Regions from separate parts of the Sus scrofa genome. Here region 1 is linked to region 2. A link is a contact called in public targeted proximity ligation data. All regions are on one chromosome and are shown on one strand. The core of a region is the stretch at or near the end of the contact, and the rest is flanking DNA. Distances in the headings are between cores, read along the strand shown. Region 1 has its middle 23 kb from the start of PLXNC1. Region 2 overlaps PLXNC1 (plexin-C1).

What was found.
Region 1: a contact with region 2 is called in a targeted proximity ligation map of alveolar macrophages. A contact is called at or near these places in 2 of 47 Hi-C or Micro-C datasets (embryonic fibroblasts and retroperitoneal adipose tissue) and 1 of 2 datasets of targeted methods (alveolar macrophages).

What each region holds. Positions count from the first base shown.
Region 1 is chr5:89,076,132-89,080,992 of Sscrofa11.1, forward strand. No RefSeq gene overlaps it. Among named protein-coding and RNA genes, the nearest start is that of PLXNC1, 23 kb to the left of the region's middle.
Region 2 is chr5:88,921,715-88,926,772 of Sscrofa11.1, forward strand. It overlaps PLXNC1 (plexin-C1), which reads right to left. Exons shown (of 31, transcript XM_021092759.1): 23 at 2,697-2,800. Among named protein-coding and RNA genes, the nearest start is that of PLXNC1, 130 kb to the right of the region's middle.

The DNA of each region.
Region 1 (4,861 bases), core at 1,435-3,934, 160 kb after region 2:
ATGAATAGCACCTCTGGATGCCGTGGTGCCAAATGGGTCATGTTCATTCTATAAGCCCTGCGTGTCATTAAAGATCCCATTTCCTGGAGGCCTAACCTCTCGCCTGTCCCTGTGGTGAGCATGTTTGAGAAACACTGCGTCCCTTCCCTTTAACCACCCACGCCAGGACTCCGCAGAGGGTAGAAGACAGGAGAGAGCGCTAGGTGACTCCGGTCACAACAAGAGACTGGGAAACCGGGGCTGGCGGTCGATCAAATGGATTCAGGATTGAGAGAAGGTTCTGAGGGATGGGGAGAGTGGCCAGGCTCTAGGCTTGGCTTGGCCAGTATGGGAGCCATTCGCTACATATGGCTATGTGATTTAAATTCGTTATGATGAAATGAAATTGAAAAACCTGCTCCTTGGTCACACTGGTCATTTCTCATGCTCCGTCTCCTGTGTGTGCCTCCCCATGTTGGACAGTCCTGATGGAGAACTCGCTTATCACTGCAGGAAGGTCTGCTGGACAGCACTCTAGACCTTCTGAGGAACGGACCAAGATTAATCTTTCCCCAAACGTGGCCAGATTTCCTCAGAGAAGAGCATTCTAGGGTCACTGCACCAAAGGCCAGGGCAAGCTGGGACGTGTCACTGTTCTTTCTGCGCCCCACCCCTCCCCTCTGATTCAGCCTGGAGATGGACAGGGAAGCACTGATGGGGCCCATTCACTGGGTGGAGCTGGAGCACGGAAGCCCTGAACGGGACTTTCTGGTCTCAGCAAGGACAGCGTGGACCTTCCTGGGACCCTTGGGAAGAGCCAGGGGCAAAATGGAAAATATTTGAACACCAAAGTATGGTCACAGAGAGCTTTCCTTCACATACCACCCCTTGAAGGATGCCAGCCAACCCCGACCAGCTGCTGTCACCTCTCTGAGCCTTTCAAGACCCAAGCAGTAGGGCTGGGTGGGAAGAGAAGCATGACAAAATCAAAGAGGTTCATCTGGACAGGACCCTGAAGCCTGCAGTGTCTCACCCCTTCTTGGGAACCGATCTAGGCCAGCTTGGTCAGCACAACACCAGATCTTCTTTGGAGGGTAACAGCAGCTACTATAAGAAACTGAGGTGCTAGAATTCTCTCTTCTCCCAGATCTCACATCCCAGCTGAACCGAAGACAAAGTTTAAGCCAAATTCTGCCACGCTTCGCTTTTAGACCAGAATTCTTTCGCCACACGGGTATGAGACCTTGATGAAGTCATCATGATGAAGTTCCAGCTCTGTGTCCCTGTTGGTTTCTGAGGCCAATGCTGTGCCCCCAGCAGGCATCATGCCATCAGAAATCTGTATGCCAACGGCCAGAAACTGATTAGGGATCAAGCCTCAGGTGCTGTCCCAGCACTATAGGTTTTTGGGCTTGCCTGAATTCTTAGTCCCTGCTCATTCTGGGTGTGGGTGGGTGGGTGGGTGGGGAGGTGGAAGCAGGGCTGGCTCTGAACCATTTATTTTAGCCCAGTCACATGTTTCAGCATGTGTTCCCTCTAAACATGGTGTGTTGTGTGTGTATGTGTGTGTGTGTGTGTCTGTGTATTTGTGTAGCCCACATACCCTTGGTCATTTTCTTGTGAAAGCCCCCACCAGCTTCCTCTGGCTCCTATTCTTCTAGCCATAAATTCAAAACACCAATTTGCCTGTAACTCTTTGGAGACTGATTCTTGTAGACTGAGTCTAGAATAATTCAATTCTTTCTTCTCCATAAGGCTCCTACATATTTAAACAGTTGTCATATGGTATTTCTTCACTTAACCTTTCATTTATTTAAACATTTGTCATATGATGTTTGTTGAGCTTTACCTTAAACTCCAAATCCACTAGGGATAGGAAGCTCCTTGAAGGGCAAGGACACTAGCTCATATTTTGTATCTCCAAAGCTCAACGTGATGCCTGACACTTATACGGCAGCAGTAAAGAGCTGCTTGATAAAAGGAATAGGGCTAATATTATCATATCTAGGGTGCAGAGTTAAATCTTATCCCAGTAGTAGTTCATAGGATGGAAGACGTACTCATATAATAGATTACATTTTTTCACAACCTTTACTAGGCACTAGGCTCTTTTCTAAGCACTTCATATATATTCATTCATTTAATCTTTATAAAAATCCCCTGCAATAGGTACAATTATCCCCATTTTACAGATGAGGAGATTGAGGTATAACGAAGTTAAGTGATTTGCCTACGATCACAAGGCCAAGACATGAGAAGAATTAGGACATGAACTCAGCCCCTCTGGTTCCGAATCATGGGTCCTTTTTCTCACGATGTACCACGTAGAAGGAAAATTCAGTTTTGACTCCCGGCTCACATGCTACACAAAAATAACATGTAGAGTGGTTTCAAAAGATCTTCTGCTACTCAAATGGCTAAGACAGAATAAATAATCAGCCTAGGAATTATTAGGGAATTGGGGCCACCCTTCAAGCAAGTATAGCCATGGGGAAGGAGTGGGAGAAGACAGAAATTTTACCCTTGTTTTCTTTTCCTGGAGATGCATTTATGAGTCAGTGTGTGGGGGGTGGGGAGGGATCGATGGGGAAGAGAGAGAAGATTGAGAAGCAGGGGAAGAGGAACCTCCCAGAAGAGGAACCCTCTTTCTACCCTGATCCTTGCGGTGGCCCTGGTCACACAAGTGTACCCACAGTGCCTTGCATCAGAGAGTAGTGACACCCGGGGCCTGTGGTCACCTGATTACTGCTGGGCAGAGATGGAGACCCAGCATGCTAGACCTTCCAGTTTGTAGAGAGAACAGGAAACCTGCATGTCACATGAGATGTCCTGATTGTAAAACAATGCACTCCGCCTGCTGGAGACAAAGTCTACCAGCTTGAGACCTCAGACCCCAGACTTGGGGTCCTGAGATTCAGAACTATAAAGACTAACTGAGGATTCAGAAAGAAATGCAAATGTCTACATCTAAGTATGAACCAAGGCTGTTTCTGGCCCTTCCCCAGGAACTGCCTTGGATGTGCGGCAGAATTCCCACTCACGTTTTCCAACCGTCATACATGTATGTACCACTTTGCAGCTTTTACTCCATTTGCATACCACTCGAATCATGATTTATTTAATACTTTTCTGTTTATTGGCTCTATATTAACTGGCTTTTTAAAACTGAGGCTGCCGTAGCCTATAATAAAATCCTAAGTTTGACGTGCTAGACATAGTTTTCTCTAAGTGTGTTAAAATAAAGAGACAACTAGTAGAGTTAATATTGCTCATTCTATCTACCGCTTACAATCACTCTCTGGTGATAAACGTCTCATCATTAGGAAGCCCTAACATTTCAAAACAGGCTGTTTCAGACAAGGCTAAGACGGAACGCTCGGGAAGCAGAAAGAGACGTGATTGTGCCGGACTGGAAGAGGGTGGGGGAAGAGGAGTCAGAGCAGAGATTCTTTTCTACCTGATAAGAACTGTGGGAACTGGATGAGTCCAAGTTCACGGTTAAAAGATGTGCTCTGGTTTGATTAAAGAGCTCCCGCCCCTTCCATTGGTTTAAGAAAAAAATCTCTGCCTATCTTTCATATTTCATTTGCCTGTTATCTCCCTACTACTAAAAACACTTTGCATGAAAACAATCAGTCTCTTTGTTCACAGGAGTCCTTGGGCTCCTGCTGTTTTCTTGCTCACTCAGGCTGGTGTTTTTTTTTCTGTGATTGAATCACAAGCCCCTGCTTTGGGTACGAAGCAGCAGGTAGTGGAGCCAGGCTTCGGACCTGAGGGGAGGGGGCATTTTCATCTAGAACACTTGAGGGCTGAGTCCAGGAGAAGACTCTCCTTAGACGTGTGCCCACGGGAGCGCTGGAATGGAGCGACTGCGAGCATCCAGGGAGGTGGGACTCGATTGTATAAAGTGAATGGTACAAAGTGTCCCGCTCCGGAGTAACAGATACAACAGGGAGGAGCCCTTGTTCGCAGCATCTTGCCTCGGGCACAAATGACAAACGGACATTCGTCAAGGTTCAGTTCTTGGCACCCTTGGCGGGTCGTATCACGGAGCTGCTGGACGGAGCTCCACCGGACACCTGCAGGAAAACGTTGTTTCTGGGAGTGCAAATGGCTGTTCCTTTCTTTCATCTTGATTTTAAAAAATGTTTCCTTCTTATTTATAAAAGCAGTTCTTCAGGATAGGATGGAGACCATGCTTGCGTTCTGCCCATCACTGAATGGAATGAGGGCTTCCTATGAGTTCAATTAAATGAACTAATTTAAATGATTTAGTCATTAGTTAACACCTGTGGGGGGGGGGAGATGCCATAGCACAAAAATGGAAATAAAAATTACTACTAATTCCACCCACACAGACGGCATGGTAATATTTTGCTAAAGCTGCTTCCAGTCTCGGTACCGCCACTTTTTTCCACATAAGATTGAGATCATGCTTTAGGGTGGATGTTATATTCTGCTTTCAAATTTACAGTACATCGGGAGAAATTTCCAAGATCGTTCGTTTTCAAAAACCCCACGCTCAAGGTCACTGCATGACATCCTAATACGTGAGGGTAACCGTTTTTGGAGCCCCTCCCATGTGGGGTATTCAGGGGGCTTTCAGGCTCTCTGTCGGGACTCAGATCCATGGTCGTGGCATTCACCATGCTTAGTCTAGGTGCCAGGCACTGCACCTGACACCAGGGCACAGAGAAGGAGGAAAACTCCACATTTGCAGCCACAGGTTGAGGGCAGGAGTGGAGCAACCTTAGAGGCTCGGAAGAATGAGGAAAGGGGAGGAGAGCCAGAACTCCGTCGTTGTCAGACTCCAGGGGTGAGGAGAGTGTCTGGAGGGAGAAAGTGGACAAATTGCTCGGGCCCCTGCGTCCTCTTCTAGTCT
Region 2 (5,058 bases), core at 752-3,251:
TGGATGTCCTGTCTCCTGACAGCCGTCCCGTTGCCTTGCACATGGCGCTGGTTCTGCTTTCCCCCACTGGACTGTCTTGTCCTGCCTTTTCCTTTTAAAGGCAGAGGGTGGCCACACCCGCTTCCTCTGGGGCCCACCCCAGGCCACACAATTGCCAGGGGACACCAAGAAGCCTGACCAGGGTGGCCCAGGCCTGCACAGCTGAGCGCAGCAAGCACATTGTCAAGAGCCCCGAGGAGGGTGTTTGTGGCTGCGTTTCTGCCAAACTTGCCAAGAAAAGCGCACTACCCAGATACAGGGAGAGGAGGAGATGGGAGCTGGACGGCAGCTCTGAACTTCAGACTGATGCCATCATAAGCGCCCTCGAGGAGGTCGCGTCTAGTATCCATGAGGACGCAGGTTCGATCCCTGGCCTTGCTCAGTGGGTTAAGGATCCGGCGTTGCTGTGAGCTGCCGTATAGGTCACAGACATGCTCAGATCCCATGTTGCTGTGGCTGTCATGTAGGCCAGTGGCTACAGCCCCGATTCAACCCCTAGCCTGGGAACCTCCATATGCCTCAGGTGCGGCCCTAAAAAGGAAAAAAATACTAATAAAAAATAAGCGCCCTCTAGCAAGCACTTCCCACCCGTGACCCCAACCTCCTTCCATCCCGTTAGATTTCCTCTGGAGCAGTGCTTCGCCAAATGTGGCCCACCCAGCTTTCAGAAAGTTCCCTGGGGATTTGTACAGATTCCCAAGGCTAAGATCGACAGTTCTTAGCAAGATGCTTCCAAGGCTGGGAAGCCTAAGCTGCAGGAGGGTGAGCACAGGAGCGAGTTGTTCAGCTGCCACGTTCTCTGCCAGGCGCCCTCGAACAAAGGCTGCAGGGGCAGCACCCCGCCAGCGATCACCCAAAGCAACCATTTCCAAACTGGCTCTCAGACCCACTCAGCCAAAGAGCCCAGGGATGAGGTGGCCTCTGTTCTTGGCTGCTGTCCAGGAAGCTCTGCTCAGGGAACGGTCTCAGCTCCTTTCTGGGTGAGGGGAATGCCTGGCAGGACCCAGAGACCTTCTCGCTGCAGAGACATCTCCCTGGCACTCACAGCCATGAAAGACGGGGGGGATGCGGACGTGCCAAGGGGCCTGGGAAGCAGCTCCCCATCGTCTTCAAAAGGGCCCTGCATCTGTGCATCCGCCCAGCCACCCCCGGCGCCTTCTGGACCCCTCGCCCGCACAGCTTGAGGTGTTCGCCTTCTGCCCACCTCAGAATCCACCTGCTTGTCTCCATCTCTGGAGCCACCGCGTCATTTCTGGGCAACCTCCCTCCTCACGTGAAATTCTTCTCATGAGTCTCCCTACATCCAGGTTTGCACAACAATTGCATGCAGATGTCCCTGCTTAAGACCCTCCAATGGCTTCCCCACTGGGTGTGGGATAAAATTCAGACTCCTGAGGGAAGCCGCCGGGTCTGCATCAGGGTTTGCCTCTCCCCTTCTGGCGCCCCCACGTCTCCCACTTCCCCATGAGAAGCCGGACGTGTACTGGTTAAGCCTTGGACCCTAGAACCCACAAATCTGGGTCCTGACCTTACCTCTGCCCCTAACTAGCTATTAGTAAACCTCCCTGGGCCTCAGTGTACCCATCTCTAAAATGGGTTGATAAGAGGCCCTACCTCTCAGGAGAGCTGTAGGACAGAACGAGCTGAAATGAAGGGAAAGGCAGAGGACAGCACCCGGCACACAGCAGGGGCTCTGTAACCATCGGCTGTCAGCAGCTCTCCCCGCCACCCTGGCCCCTCCAGTTCTAGCCAGTCTGGAGAGCTTTCTTCGGAAGAACACACACACTCCCCTTCACTGCTGGGCATGCTGGCCCTCCATCCCAGCCTGGTTAAGTGCTCCTCACTCTTCAGATCTCAGCTGAGTCACCGCTTCCTCCAGGAAGCCTCCTGGGATGCTCTGAGTCACCGCCCCCTCACAGGGTGAGGTGTTGCCTCACTGCTCGCCCCTTCTTCCCCTTCGCCTGCTCCCTGGGCTGTAAGCTCCCTGAGCTCAGGGACCTTGTGTTTGCTCCTTCTACGTGCAGCCCCAGCCCTCGGCACAGAGTGTCTATTGCAACAGAGATTTGGACACAGTTGCAAAATGACTCCCAGGGTGTTCAGGAGCCTCCCCTCTGGTCTGGGCAGCCTTCTCGGGCCTTGGCTCTCTGTGCCAGCACATGCGCCCTTCGCCACCTGGACCCTCGCCCAGCATGGGGGTCAGAGGCCAAGGAGGTACCGCTGAATGTTTCGAGCAAACAGGAAATGTAGATCTTCAGATACAAAGGACCCTACTCGAAGGTCACGGGGTCGCCTGTCAACAGCCGTGTAGCTGAGGACTTTTTATAGCGTCGGTTTCAGCGTCAAGCTCAACAGTAACCACCTCCACTGAAAGGGCCAGAGGATCTGGTACAGGTGAAGTTTCCCACCTAAACCACAGGATGGAGAGAAACTGGGCCGTGTGAACACTGCCGCTCTCGGAGAGCGGGGTTGCCTGGGAACCAGCAGACCACGAGAGCAGCAAAGGAAATCGCCTGCCCCCAGAACAAGCAACCTGCCAGTGATTTCAGAAAAGCGGTCAGAGTTGTGTAACGTTTCAAAGACCTTACACGGGCCTGGAGATGCTCTCATTCCGTTCGGGGCTGAGGAAGGAGAGGGCGGGGGCCAAATCTCGTTCCTACCTCGTAGTGGCCAATGGTATTCAGCTTCGTTATTCCGTCCTCGAGAATCACAGAGGAGCTGTCAATATCCAGAAGTTCTTTGTGTCGTGTGCCCACCTGAAGCTCTGGAAAAAAACCAAAGAGCATTTTGTTCGCTTTTAAAATGACGAGGGAGTTCCTGTCGTGGCTCAGGGGTTAACGAATCCAACTAGGAAACAGGAGGTTGCAGGTTCGATCCCTGGCCTCGCTCCGTGGGTTAAGGATCCAGCATTGCCATGAGCTGTGGTGTAGGCTTGGCAGCTACAGCTCGGATCCTGCGTTGTTGTGGCTGTGGTGTAGGCTTGGCAGCTACAGCTCCGATTCGACCCCTAGCCTGGGAACCTCCATGTGCCATGGGAGCGGCCCCAGAAAAGGCAAAAAGACAAAAACAATAAAATAAAAATAAAATGACAAGGACAGGGAGTCCCTGTGGTGGCGCAGTGGAAACAAATCTGACTGGTATCCATGAGGATGTGGGTTCAATCCCCGGCCTCCCGCTTTGCCGTGAGCTTCGGTGTAGCCCGGTAGCTGTAGCTCCAATGTGAACCCAAGCCTGGGAACTCCCATATGCCACAGGTATAGCCCTAAAAAGCCAAAAAAAATTTTTTAAAAATCAAAATTAAAAAAAATAACAATGAGAAATGTAAAATGCTACCCTGTCACTTGGGCAATTACTGTTTCTCACCAGCTGAAAAGAGCAAAATGGTTTTGAAGGGTCAGAGAGACAGTAGCCAGACCGGGAGCTGGAGTTTTTTGTTTTTGGTTCGTGCTTAGGGCTTGGATGTGTAAGACCGCTTCCCCCTGAAGCTTTTACTCTGAGGCTAAGCCTGGAAATACAGCCAAAGGGAGACAAAACAATGTATCTTGGAGACTAAATTCTTCGTAAAATTCCAAAACCAAATTTGTGTGCCCACTCCTGTGTGTGTGTGTTCACAAGCAGGTGCTCTGGGAACTGTCTTCTGTGGGTCCCCGTGTAGAGGGGCACTGCTGGGCTTAGTCTCCCAACGCTGGGGTTCAACCTCTTTACAGAGGTCGCCACCTTATGCCCTAGGGTCAGAACGTGGGGTTTCCTTTTTGTGAGCCTGCACAGCGTTGACTTACGATGATTCGAATGTCACTTTAGCACCAACACTTAACAGACTGGAAGACTGCACATCAAAATCTGGATTTCTGATTCCCCTTTAAACAACTGGCTCATCTGGTAACCCTGACCCCACAGGCACACGTGGCCATCATTGGCAGAAGCTAAAGTGGCGCTGCCCCCTTCCGTGGCAGTGTCTTGCCCCAGTTAAGCTGGGTCCCATGCATGTCTATCACCCCAGGTGGGCCGACACCCCTCATTTGTGATGCCTCCTGCCTCTCTGGGCATCTGAGTTTGTGGAGCCTCTGCTGTAAGAGGTCTTAGCACAGCTACTTCTGGTATTGGGTTTTCATAAGATTTACGGCTGACTTCTAAGGCTTTGCCTTGGTTTTCTGAGGCTGGCCTAGCAGGAAGATCGGCATTTGCCATCTGACGAATGGGAAGCTTCTAGTGGGCTTGGCCTGCTCCCTGCCCCCCTATGTCAGAGGCCAGGAATACCTGATGGGCACAGACTCTGGGCGATACTATGGACGTGGCCATGGCAGGACTGGGCTCTTTCCTTCCTCGGCTCCGAGGGCTCATCTCCTTTGCAGTCAGAGCCTCACACTGTTGAGACCGAGGCGCAGGGCAAGGGGGTGGATGGTCCTGGGTCACAGCATGGCCTCCCAGCTGCCCTCTGGACCCTGCCTCTAACCAGGTGAGCCCATAGGGTCTTGAAGTGCCCAAGAGTCCATCCCACAAGGGCAGCAGAAGAGAGGTGGAGGAGAGGTGCCTTAGTGGCCCGGCTGTCTTTAAAGCCAGGTCTTGGCGCTGCGACCTATTTGCCTGGTTTCCCCGGAATCTGCCAGCCCCGCCCCCCGGCTTCTCTCAATGGCCTTTTAGCGGGAGGCCTGCCTTGCAGGGCCGGGTGGGAGGACTTGAACCGCCTGCTTAGTCGAGGCTACGAGTGTACACGGAGGAGAGAGGACCCTTGTTACGCGTCTGTCACGGCTGCGACTTCCCCCCTTTCCCCTGTCGCATTAGCTGCCATAAAATCCCACGACAGTCTCCGGGGAGGGCTGCGTGGAGTCGGCTTGAAAATGTTGATGAACATTTGAGTGACGTGGAGCCCTGTTAGCTGGCTCGCGCACATGCTCGCCTTTGCCGTGCACCAGGAGAGCCCGAAAATGAATTCAGAGCAGATGCTGCTTTGTGGTGGGGGAGCATGGAGACGACACTTAATGCAGGATGCGATGAGCAGCAAGGAAGATGACCTTTCTAGCT